2 separate regions of the Cricetulus griseus genome follow, and region 2 is linked to region 1. The links are chromatin contacts, called in public Hi-C maps. All regions are on one chromosome and are shown on one strand. Each heading gives the region's core, a stretch centred on a gene start, on an enhancer-like site or on the middle of the called end of the contact. The rest is flanking DNA. Distances are from core to core; before and after follow the strand shown.

What was found. Hi-C and Micro-C count contacts between places; a contact is called where the count stands out from the background.
Region 2: a contact with region 1 is called in a Hi-C map of liver, with 5 times the contacts expected there. The contact joins two enhancer-like sites. A contact is called at or near these places in 5 of 8 Hi-C or Micro-C datasets (the CHK-Q cell line, the CHO-K1 cell line, fibroblasts and 1 more).

The regions. Positions count from the first base shown.
Region 1 is chr2:242,106,285-242,112,959 of CriGri-PICRH-1.0, reverse strand. No RefSeq gene overlaps it. Among named protein-coding and RNA genes, the nearest start is that of Tbpl1, 15 kb to the right of the region's middle. Within about 2 kb of position 1,884, at least 2 of the 6 cell types and tissues checked have open chromatin away from gene starts, as enhancers often do.
Region 2 is chr2:242,374,806-242,380,935 of CriGri-PICRH-1.0, reverse strand. No RefSeq gene overlaps it. Among named protein-coding and RNA genes, the nearest start is that of Eya4, 100 kb to the left of the region's middle. Within about 2 kb of position 1,490, at least 1 of the 6 cell types and tissues checked has open chromatin away from gene starts, as enhancers often do.

The sequences.
Region 1 (6,675 bases), core at 635-3,134:
TCAGCATTTAGTACTTGAAGACTTGCTTCACTCACTGGTGAGAGTATTTTGCGTTTTGCAGTTCTAAGAGCCTGGTACCAATTACAAATAATTTGCAAATTGCCATTACTATTCATGGACGCTCACCTTTACTAACTTTCCTGTTTCTCATACTTCTCCGTGTAAAGCCCTCCTCTGTTCGCGTTTCCCACCACACGGGGGCAGCCTTGTTCCTCGAGCCATGCTTGTCCGCCGCCGCAGGGCTCGGTCCCGTTAAGGAGTTTGCATGTTTGAGAAGAAGGGAAAAGCTGTCTGTCGAAGACCAACATTCCGGAAGAAGCCACGTGAGCTCATTGACCTCTCTAAAGTCCCTTCTCGTCCTAGCCAGCGATTACGAAGCAGAAGTGACATGGAACCTGGGCCGCCTAAACTTAAACTCTCCTGGCACACTCCAGAGGAATGAGGCTCGACAGGGAGGGCTGGGCAAGAGCCTGAGGCTGATCCCAGCATTTTCCAGAGGGAAGCAGCTCAAAGCAAACTTTTGTGAGAGTCCAAGGGTCTCCAAGACAAGAAGAGCAGAAGTTAAAAATGAACTAGAACACACGAACAAAAGCCATGTCCACACCATGAGCGATGGCTTCCAGCTGAGAGGCAGCGAGGCCGAATCAGCGCCTCATGGAAGCAACTTTAACTTCTTGGAGGGGAAATGCAAAAGCACACCCATCCGATCAAGGCATAGTTTCAATTATTAATACGATTATATTGTAACTGAATAATACTGACGGAGAAGTTGCAGTCTAAATTTTGTTTTAAAAGAAAGGGGAGAGAAAAGGTGGATTTTTAAAGGCAGTTTTTTTTTTAAGACAAATTTACTTTTATTTAGTATGGGAACTTTGCCTGCATGTTTGTATGTGCACCAGGTGAGTGCAGTGCTCGTGGAGGTCAGAAGAAGGTGCTGGGTCCCCTAGAACTGGGGTTACAGGTTGTGAGCCGCTCTGTGGGTGTGAGAACTGAGCCTGGTCCTCGGTAAGAGCAGCCAGCATGCTTCGCTGCTGAGCATCCCCAGCCCCAAAGGCAGCTTTCTTTTGTCTTTTGTCTTCTGCAAACTTGCTTAGGACATATTCTCATTTACTCTGCATACATATTTGGTCCATCTGAGGTACAATTATTTTCTTTTTGTCAACCTTTTTTAAAGATTTATTTATTTTATGTATATGAGTGTTCTATCGACTTTATGCCAGAAGAGGGCAGCAGATCCCATTATAGATAGATGGTCATGAGCCACTATGTGGTTACTGGGAATTGAACTCAGGACCTCTCTGGAAAAGCAGCCAGTGCTCTTAACCGCTGAACCATTTTCCCAGGCCCAGGTACATGTATTTTTAAATAAGACAGGTGACGTCATATTTGGACAGTACCCCCCATCAAAGGAAGGCACATTTTCCCTGCACAACTTTCCTGGTAACTGATTATGGTTGTTTGAAAGAAAACGACCTGCAAAGGGAATGGCACTATTAGGAGGTGTGGCCTTGCTGGTGGAAGTGTGTCACTGCGGGGGCCAGCTCTGGGGGCTTTTTTCTCAATCTTCACTCAGTATGACAGTCAGTTGACTTCCTGCTGCCCTCTGGTCAAGACGTAGCCAGTACCACATCTGCCTGCACACCGCCGTGCTCCCCACATGGTGATAATGGACTGAGCCTCTGAACGTGAGCCACCACCTCAATTAAATATTCTCTTTGTAAGAGCTGCCATGGACATGGTGTCTCTTCACACACACACACACACAAAAAAAAAAAAAAAAAAAAAAAAAAAAAAAAAAACCTGAAGTCAATATTTGTTTAGAGAGAAGCTAACGGTGTTTCTGGGCACCAGCTATGAGTCATACAAAACCATTTTCAATCCTGGTCAGCAAGAGCCACTTCCTCATTCTCGTAGAGAGAGAGCGCGACACAGAGGTCAGTTGTCATTGAAATGTGAAAGTAAAGTGCTGAGCAGAATTTCTGGCACAAAGTCTATCGCAAGTGGAAGATATTACCACCAAGAATTCAATCCTTCACTAGCGTTTTATCAGTTTTCATGAATTTTTAAAAGTAGTATTTTATGCATGGGTGTTTGGGCCTGCATGTGTATGTACCACATGCATGCAGCCCCTGCAGAAGCCTGGAGAGGGCGCCATATACAGGGAACTGGAGTTAGAGCTAGTTGTGAGGAGCCACGTGGGTGCTGGGAACAGAACCCCGGACCTCCAGAAGAGCAGCCAGTACCCTTACCCTCTGGGTTATTTCTCAAGCCTCTTCATGGATATTTTTAATTGATATTATCATGTTTTTCCAGATAATACTATCATGTGCAAAACAAAAACCCTCACTTCATTCTGCCTTTATTGCTTGTGTTCTTATCTCTCTGAGTTAGCTAAAACTTCTAAGAGAAATGTGAGAAAAGAATGGGATCCCTGTGTAAATAAATACTCCGTTAGTGCAGGCTTTGCGATGATGCAAATACTGAAATACTGAAGTCATCAGAGCTGACTTCTACCTCATTCCCTCTGCACCCAATGGAGGTAAACTCTTGCCTGAATTTCATGTTTTCATATGTTTAGATTTTTTTAATTTTAATTTTTAACACGCATGCTTGCACATTCAATGCTCGTGTAAATGTGGAGGCCAGAGGCCAAGGTCAGGTGCCTCCCTCCCTCCCTCCCTCTCCACCCTTTCCTTTACAATTACATTCTGGTCATTTATTTTGTGTGTGTATGTGTGTATGGCTGAGCATGCACAACCGAGTGAACACGGAGGTCAGAGGACAACTGGCAGGAAGGGCTTCTCTCCTTCTACCATATGGGTCCCAAGGTCTGACTTCTCCCTGAAAGTAATCTTAGCAGTCCTGCTTTTTACCTCGTATTTTTTTATTGATTGTGGTTGTTGTGTGCGCAAGTGCATGAGTGTATGCATTTGTGAGGAGCATGTGGAACTCAGAGGACAACTTTACAGGTTCTCGCCTTCAATCTCACCCTGAATCGGATTCTGTGCAGCATACTCCAGCCTAACTGGCCTTTTCTGTCTCTGCCTCCCATTTCCCCACAGGAGTGCTGGGATTACAGATGGACAACAATGCATCTGGCTCTTTTTCTGTGCATTCTGGGTATCTGTGTCAGGCTGCCAGGCTTTTGAGGCAAGCTCTCTTACCCACTGAGCCATCTCGAGGCTCTGACCTTATTTTGAGACTCTCTTGAGAAACATTGAGTTCACTGACTCAGCGAGACTGGCTGCCTATGCTGTGGAACTAGTCACTTGCATGTATGTTTACTACAACCGGTCCACTGTGTGTGGGTATTATATGTAGGGGTAGTTTAATCTCAGTTTGTAGTTCCTCACTTCTTAACTGTCACAGCCTGTATTGCCCCTGTCACCTCCAGCAGAGGCAGCAAAGCCAAAATCTGAATCTTGTAGATTCTCAGAAAAGTGACTTATCTTTGGAAATCTGCTTTTACCACACAGTTTTGAGAGCAGGAGCACAGCACGGCAAGGCAGCAAGGTATGAAGTCTATCTGCACAGTGTTTGAGGATCCAGCTACACGTCACAGGCTCTGAAAAGCTGTTAAAGACATGCACGCTTCAGAGTCCTATACTACAACTTTGTTGAATGGTGCCATCTGGATGTTCCCATGTGACCCTCAGACCTCATCCCGACCACCACCCAGAGACACATCCTGCAATCTGACCATCATATGCTGCTGGTGTGAGGTGGCATTTTGGGAAACAAATAGGACCAATGGCCTTATAAAGAGTTCCCAGGGCCTGGGAGATGGCTCAGAGGCTAAAAGGCTTGTTGTACAAACATAGATGCCCAGTATCATATAAAATGACTGGTATGCAGCTAACAATCTAAGCAACAGAGAAGAGGCTACGTTAAATGCCCTCCCCTGATAATGAGATTGATGACTGACTTATATGCCATCCTAGAGCCTTCATCCAGCAGCTGATGGAAGTAGAAGCAGACACCCACAATTAATTACTGAACTGAACTGGAATCCAGTTGCAGAGAAGGACGAGTGGTGAGCAAAGGGGTCCAGAGCAGGCTGGTGAAACCCACAGAAACAGCTGACCAGAACAATGGGGAGCTCTTGGCCCCCAGATTGACAGCTGGGAAACCAGCATGGGACTGATCCAGACCCCAGGAACATGGGTGTCAGTGAGGAGACCTTGGAAATCTACAGGACCTCCTGTAGTAGTTCAGTACTTATCCCTAGCATAGGTGTGGACTTTGGGAGCCCATTTCACATTGAGGAATACTCCCTGAGCCAAGACACACGGGGGTGGGCCTAGGCCCTATCCTAAAGGATATGACAGACTCTGAAGACCCCCTATGGAAGGCCTCACCCCCTCCCCCTCCGGGGAGCAGAAAGGTAGGGTTTTAGTTGGGGGAGTGGGAGGGGAGGAGGGGAGGGAGAGGGAACTGGGATTGGCATGTAAAACAATCTTGTTTCTGATTCAAATAAAATAATGGAGAAAGAAAAAAATGACTGGTATGACAGCAATCACCAGTCACACCAGCACTGGGGGTGTGGAGACAATCTCCTCCTGAGAGCTTGTTGGCTGTCAAGACAGCTAGACGGCCCAGCCTAAGTGGGGAATTCCAGGTTCAGTAAGAGACTGTCTCAAAAAACAAAATTACACTAGAGAAGATTACATAGATGCAGAGACACACTACTTCACTAGGTAGCTAAATTCAATCACCTAAAAGAGGTCATTTTATCCACTGCCCGATTTAATATAATTCCAGTTCGGATCCCAATGAGACTTTTAGGGAAACTTGGCAAACACTCCTAGAGAACTACATTGGGCACGTGATCACAACTCCTTACAAAGCTGCATGATAAGATACATGGACTAGACAGACTGGATCCGGAGTCAAATGTCAGGTGGAGAGCTGCAGAGGAAGAGACCCACTCAAAGTTGGCCTCTGACCTCCACATGTACACACACGCATAAGCACAATTACACACACACACACACACACACACACACACACACACACACACACATTAATAGCTCTAAAAGAGCTGTCTTACTTCTTATCAATAGATAGCAAAAGGAGAGGCGAGCACCTGTGAACAGTTTAGTGAGCCCTTACCAGGCACCAATTCTGCCAGAGCTTTAATTCTGGACTTTTTAGCCACTAGGACTGTGAGACACACATTTTTATTATTTACAAAAAGAATATAGCACTTTGTTACAGCCACCCCAGTGGCCTAAAGCAGTGGTATTTTCTTTATTACTTATTTACTTGTTTGTTCATTTATTCATTTATTTATTGAGGTAGGGCTGTCTATGTTGCTCAAACTGGCCTTGACCTCACAATTCTATCTCAGGATTCTGAATGTCAAGATTACTTGTGTATGCTACCACACTGCACAACTATCAGTCTTCTATTCTTGAAGGGCAATGACAGCTTCTGGATTCCCTAACTTCCTCATTCAGAGTTTCTTTAGAGACTCCCCCTCCCCCCTTTTTTTAAAGAGGTCCACATTAAGGCCTTGTCCAGTGATTTGATGTCCATTGAACCTCCTCTATTGGATCTCTCTACTTAAAATACTTAGTGACTTTTATTTCATGGTGGCTAGCTACTACATACAAATAAAGGTAATTTCTTTTGAATATTCTGTATGCATGACCATATCTTTTATCAATCATTTTTCTTTGTGTCTGTGACCTGTTTTCATTCTATGTGGCTGCTAAGTACTCTTGTAGAGAGTTGGTTGAAAGAAAATTACAGCTTAACTTCAAGTTGCCTTCCTTAATGAATTTTGATGTTTGCACATACTCATGAACCTTCACTACAGTTAGGATAGCAAACATTCTCATCACTCCAAACATTTTCTTATGCTTCTTTGTTATTTCTTCTTCCCATCCCTATTTTTAATCCCCAAGAAACTCCTATTTTCTGCTGTGGAATAATGTTTTTGTTCACTGTGAAGATGTGTCTTGCCAAGGTCCCTTCTAATTGGTTCAATAAATAATAGAGAATTGAATGACCAATAGCTGGGCAGAAAGGGGTTATTCGGGACTTCTGGGCAGAAAGAGAGAAGAGGAGATGAATCTAGACACAGAAGAGAGGCCAGAGGCCCTGGAGAGGAGACAGGAGGTGCAAGATGGAAGAGAAGCAGAAAGCCACCAGGCAAAGCATAGATTAGTATAAATGGTTAACTTAAGTTCTAAGAGCTAGTGGGGCAAACCTAAGCTATAGGCCAAGATTTCATAATTAATAAAATGTCTCTGTGCCATTTTTGTGAGTTGGTAGCCCAAAGGAAAATCCATCTACAATTTTCTGCCATAAATTATTTGAATTTCTTGACACTTTATGTCAATGCAAATGTGTACTATGCGCATGTTTTGCTGGAATTTTTTCTCTTACCATAACCATGATTATCTTGAGATTCACCACTGTGGTTTGCTTTTATCAACAGTCTATCCTCTTAACTCCTGAAGAGGGAGTCCATTTTATGACGACATGGCCATTTTCTGCCCACTCACCTGGCGACCACCATTTGTATTGTTTCTTACGTTTGAGCTGTTACAAAAGAAAACTGCAAGGAACACTGGTGAACATTTTTAAGTACACTCTCATTTTTAAGACTAGAACAACATTGATGTTCTACCACACAGTTAACTGTTTTCTAGTCCTTTATATTCCCTC
Region 2 (6,130 bases), core at 241-2,740, 270 kb before region 1:
AATGATTGTGTACTGGTCATTTTGAAAAATATTGGAATCATTTTTCAAACAGTTTACAGAGGAATTTAATAGATTATACTTCATTCATCAAAGATTAAAATTTTAAAAAAGGAATTAGCATCTCCAGTTAAAGAATTCCTGGGCTAGAATTACAAAGGCTAGCCGGTAGTGACAAACCACCTGGCCCTCTCACTGCTTGCACTCAGACACTATTTTTAATTGAAAACAAACAGATACATATGTGTACGTGCATGACTATATATGTGCACTTCCTGAACACCAAAATGAAAGGCAACAATAAAACTTTAATTCAATATTCTACAAAACTACATAAAGCAACTGTTTTTTTTTTTTTTTTTAAAAAAGTGTGTGAAACAGTTTTGGGGGAAATAAAAAGAAATAGGTAGTGTGTCATGCCCTCAAGAAGGCTATGTATAGGGAATGAAAGAATAAAATTGACTTAGTATTTTATGTCATGATTTCCATTATTTTTCACAGAGTTCATATAATAATTTGAAATCTTTAATAAGTGGGAAAATATCTTTTTCCTAACAAGTTGTGTAAGGTTTTCTGGGCCTTCCCCACACAATTCTGAAAAACCCTGCATAGTTAATTCAAAATATGCAAACAGTTGGAGAAATTCCAATTTGGAAATAAAGACCTCTTGAGTCTCAAAATAATTTAAAATAGTTGTTTCCCAAATTAGGTTTCATAAACATTCTGAATGACTTTTTAAACTGAAATTTAATTATTTGGGGACATTTTTTAGCATTAAATCTCTTTTGCTATTCACTAAGCACATTACACATTCTTTTGGTTTCATATTTTCCTATTGTATCTCTAATTCATATTACCAATATCTGGAGTCTCGGGGTTGGAAATGTCAAGAAAACAGATGTAGGACTACATTGGAACTGGTAAAAATGGCTTGTAAATAAAAGGCGTTGTTACTCTCCTCAATGGTTCTTGGAATCATCTCTTTTCCCCTTATTTATACTAGGATTAGTTTAATAAGATATTTCACTTGGAGGAAAAAAATTCTTCCGTTTCTTCTCTCTGTGAACCAAAAAGATTGACTTCCCTGAAGAATGTGAAGACACAGTTAGTTTATTGTGTTTAAAAGAGACTTAGGGAGGAGCTGATAAAGCGGCCTTACATCATGAGAACAGTGTTGAAATCCAGAATGATCCACCCCGGCTACACAAAGAGACAGACAGTTCTCCGGCCCGACAGAGTATCTGCCATTAGAAGGAAGGAGTGAGCAAGGTGGGGGCCACAGCGGCCCCGACATTCTGGGTTTGAGAAAGGAAAATGGATTTCGGTTCAGAGCCGATCCCAGTTCTGCTTTCTGTCTTTTCTACCTCGTGTACTTGTTTTGCTCCTATGAGAACAGCAATAGAGAGTCCCCTTTCATAACAAACAGCAATAAACCTTGGTCCAGGTTACCAAGGAAATGAGAGCTGCGATGCTGTGTCCTACTTGGCTGTGGAGTCTGGGAAAGAGCCCACAGGGCTGACTGGAGACAGGAGCAGCCTGGGACTGTCTAGAGTTAGGACAGTCTCTCTTCTGCTTCAGCCCTGTGTGCTTATGGCAGTCAGGTCCAATGTGAGATGAAACATGCCAACTCTGTCTTTTCTCTCAGTGTCTCAGCCCATGTTTTATTATTTTTTCACATTAAAATACACAAAGCTAGCTTATATATTTATCAGTAAAAGGCACAGACCCCAAATTCAAGTATTATTCTCTTAACTGTTTAATTTCTTAAACTTGTTCTGTTTTCTGTAGTAAAAGAATTTAAGTTTGCACTTATTGTCCTGGAGTGTGACTTTCTCTAACTCGCCCCCTTTTAGTAAACAGTAGAAGGAAAAGTATTTGAAAGAGTGGGTAGTGTCAGTGAACAATGAAGGGTGCTTTCTGCATCTGAGATTGGTATTTATATTTCACTTTTTAAGTATGTTGACATTAAAACTGTTTCTTTCCTATATATGAGTGGACACCATCCAATTTAAATAAGAAAAATTTACTGTTAGAATTAAAGACTTCATTACATACCTGTACTTCATCAAACCTTTTCTTTTTCCAAAGATACTCACTCTCTCTCCCTCTGTGGTCTATCATTATCAACTCTTTTTATGCACTGTCGCTGATTAGAAACATTTGTACCCTTATGATTCACACAGTAAGGGGGAAAAAAAATCAAAGAACCGAGTGGTATTATCTAATTGGAAGGCAGAGAAAGAAGCCTAAGGATCAACATCAAGGCCTCTCTGGGTTACAGGGTTAAGTTCAAGCTTCATGGCACCTTAGTAAGTCCATTTAAAAAAAAAAAAAGCAAAACCAAAAACATTAAGTAATAAGAGGGCTGGACATGTAAGGTGTAGAGTATTTATTTGCCTAGCTTGTGTGAGGCCCTGAGTTTAGTCCTTCATTCGGGTGGGGTGGGGAGATAAGGAAAATCAATGAAATAAAAGTTTCTTCAAAAGATCGATAAAATTGGCAAACTTTTCCCAGTGTCACAAAGAAAAAGGACAATACTTTCCAAAAAATTAAGAATCAAATTCTGCAATACTCATGAATCACTGCCTTGTTCAGCCATCTTCAGACAAGCTTCCTCCTACAGCAGATGGGAACAAGTACAGAGATAGACAGTCAGACATTAAACAAAGAATGAGAGACCTTGAAACACTCAGCCCTAAATGGGATGTCTCCATCAAATCCCTCCCCTCAGAGCTCAGGGAACCTCACAGAAGAGGAGGCAGAGAGAGGCACTGGAAGACACCAAGAAAGCAAGGCCCTCTAAATCAACATAAACAAGAAAAAAAATAACAAACTCTCAGAGACTGTGGTAGCATGCATGGGACCTGCACATATTTGTTCTCTGCATATATATTATGACTTCCAATTTAGTGTTTTTATGATATTCCTGAATGTGGAAATGGTAGGTTTCTGATTCTTGTCTCTTCTCCTGGGGCTCTTCTCCTTCTGTTGGTTTGTCCTTTCCAACTTTGATAGGATAGTTTTTGGTTTATCTTATAAGAGAAAGAAAGAAAAAAAAGGATCAAATATGTTCTCCCTACAAAGCTTGCACATGAAGAGCATGGGCAGGGAAGGAAGGGCATGCATAGTGCTGTGAGCACAGATGCAACACTTTAGAAGGGAATGACTCTTTAGAACTTGAAAACAACACATAGATTACCTAAGTCAAATGGGTTCCATAACTTTTAAGTTCATTCAACTCATAATTTTAACTGTTAAAAAAGAAATCTTCCCATCTCTGTAATATTACCCAGGGATTCTACAAAACGTTGGGGAAAAACACCCCAGTTCCACACAGTCTTTGCCAAGTGAAGAAGAAACACACACTCACAAAAATTAAGATAGACAAATGATGAAGCACTTGGAAAGCACAAAACTCAGGCTAGTGTTTACTCAGCTACAGCAAAAAAAAAATGCCTCCCCTATGAGTCATTTCTTTTTATTATAGTTAAATATGAATTAGTTGGTGTTTTTTCATTCAGGAACTTTATTGCTTTATGTTAGTCATAATACTTTGCTATGTATTTTTAGATTCAGGGTAACTTGTAAAGTATTAACTCACAAGTGCTTACAAATTGGTAGCTTGGTGTGGATGGAGGGCTATCAGGCTGGAGGCTTCTGTAAAAACTCAAAGGATGAAGAACTTCTACTCCAGAAGGTGAGGTAAGTGTGATTCTCTCTATTTCCCCTCCAACATTAGAATAATGTTAATATTCTGGAAATGGAAGACAGATGAGCAACAGATTTTAGGGAGCCAGTGGGGAAGTATTGGGCATGCTTACAAAAGGACAGCCTGACAAACTCCCATGGTGACTGATTTTTTGTAATAGTTCTATCTATATCTTCATTTCTCCCTCATTTCTGAAGGACAGTTTGGCTGGATATAGAATAGTGGTTGGCAGGTGTATTTCTTCCATTTTCTGAACTTTAGCACATTATACATAGGTATATAGACCTCCTGCTTCATGGTCCCCAAAGACTCTAATGGAAGCTCTGCTCAGGATGTGCTGTGTCTGTGACATGTTCCTTCTGTCTTCCTATTTCCAGAGATCCTCTGTCTTTGTGTCGTGAAAGTTTGATTTCAAGGTGTCCACTTCATCCTCTTTTCTCTTACATTCCTTGAGGTTTGATAAACTTTGTGGGTTGTATTCATGCTTTTCATCAAAATTTGAAAACTCAACCATAACTCAGATAGATTCTCTAGCCACCCATTCTTTCTTCTCTGGGCCTCCTCCCGTAGGAACTGGATTCATGGGACACTCTTCCACTGGTCCCTGAGATTCTGTTCACTTTTCTTTAGTCGTTCATGTTTTCTGTTCCCTGGTCACAGTAATTTCCATTGAGTTATCCTCAATTCACCAATGTCTTTTCTATCTGCTCATACTTTTCCTTGAATCACTTTTTGGGGTAAAGACCCTTCTACAGTGACCATCGTAGGCTGACATAGTATTATCTTTCCTTCCCAAACCACTGTTAAGTCTTTAGTATCTTGATTTTGCAGTTTCATTATGTTTACACATATATAGGTAGTCAGGGGTCTGAAAAAAAGTTTCTTTATAGGAAAAATCATTCTAAGGAAAGAATAGAATTAAGCTGGATAATGAAGGCTGGTATTCATATTTGTTGACTCGCATTCTTTTCTCAACCCTAGACTTCTAAAAAAGGTCTTGAGCCAGAAGATCCAAAGAGTTTTTCAATCCTGGTCTTAACATCTCTTTAAGCCACAGGCTTCACCATCTAGGAATCTGTGTTTTTAAAGTATCAGGAACCATAATATAACAGATCCACATCTCTAGAATAAACTCTGCTTGTTCACTATGCATTATCCTTTTGGATATTTGAATATTATCGCACTTAGTTTATAGCATTTTGTACATTTAACTTTTTTATTATGTTTATAATTGTATTTAAGTGATCTCCTATTTCATGATGCCTAATATCATAATGAAAAAAATCTTTTCGACCTCTCTTCATTTTAAGATATTTGTGAGCCATAATCATCTCCAAAACATTGTTTTCTGCAATGCAAAGCAAGGGAAAGAAGTTTGCTGGAACCTGGTGAAGCCTAGAAATAGACCCAGATCCACCAACATCTAGAGGCATAGGTACAGAAGGCATCAGATGACAGCTTGGGTGGTGGGTATCACCTATCAGTCAGACATACAGAATGAGAAAATGAAAACATTGAGAGAGTTAAAATGAAAGATCAGAGCTTCAAAATATTAAATATAATCCTCATGTTGACACAAGGAAAATAGCTATAAAAATGAACAAAAGGAAATTAAAGGGAATTAATATATTTCAATAAAAATCAACTAAACAAATTAAGATAACAATGCAGGAAATAAGGAATAAAGGTCTGTACAGCAATAAAAAATAATACCAGAATAAATACCTCCATAGCAATAACTACTTAAAATGGATGAAACTTCGCAATAAGAAGAAAGTAACAGGTACAATGGATAAAACCATATAACTCTACAATGCTGTAAGAAATCACACTCTATATTCAAAGACACAAAAAGAATAAAAAATGTAAAGACAGGGAAAGACATGCATGTAAACAGGAACAGAGGAGAACATGGATAGCTGCACTGATATCAGATCATGGAGTCCTATCTAAAAAAATGGCTACAAGAGAAAGAAGGACATGAAGGACATTGTACAAGTTAATAAAGTATTCAACATAGCAAGGAGATAAAGCCTTAAACATCCACACACTAAATTATGGTGCACAAAGTCAGAAGGAAAAAGTATTGGACTTGAAAGGAGAAATGGACAGTTTGACAATAGTAGCCAGAGACCAAAATGCCCAACTCTCCATAACAAAGAACTATATATCAGCATGAAAAAAATAGTGAAGTTGAGCACACAATGAACCAAGCAGTTTAACAAACATATGTGAACACTGTTCAAAACAACTGCACACATGCACAAGGTTCATATGCAAGATTTTTTAGGATACAAAACATGGAGACTATAACTTATGACTCAATAAACATAAAAAACAGATAGCATGCAAAAAACATACCTTCTTTGATCACCAGGATAAAGTAAGAAATAAATAACTAAAAAAAAAAATGGAAAGTTCACG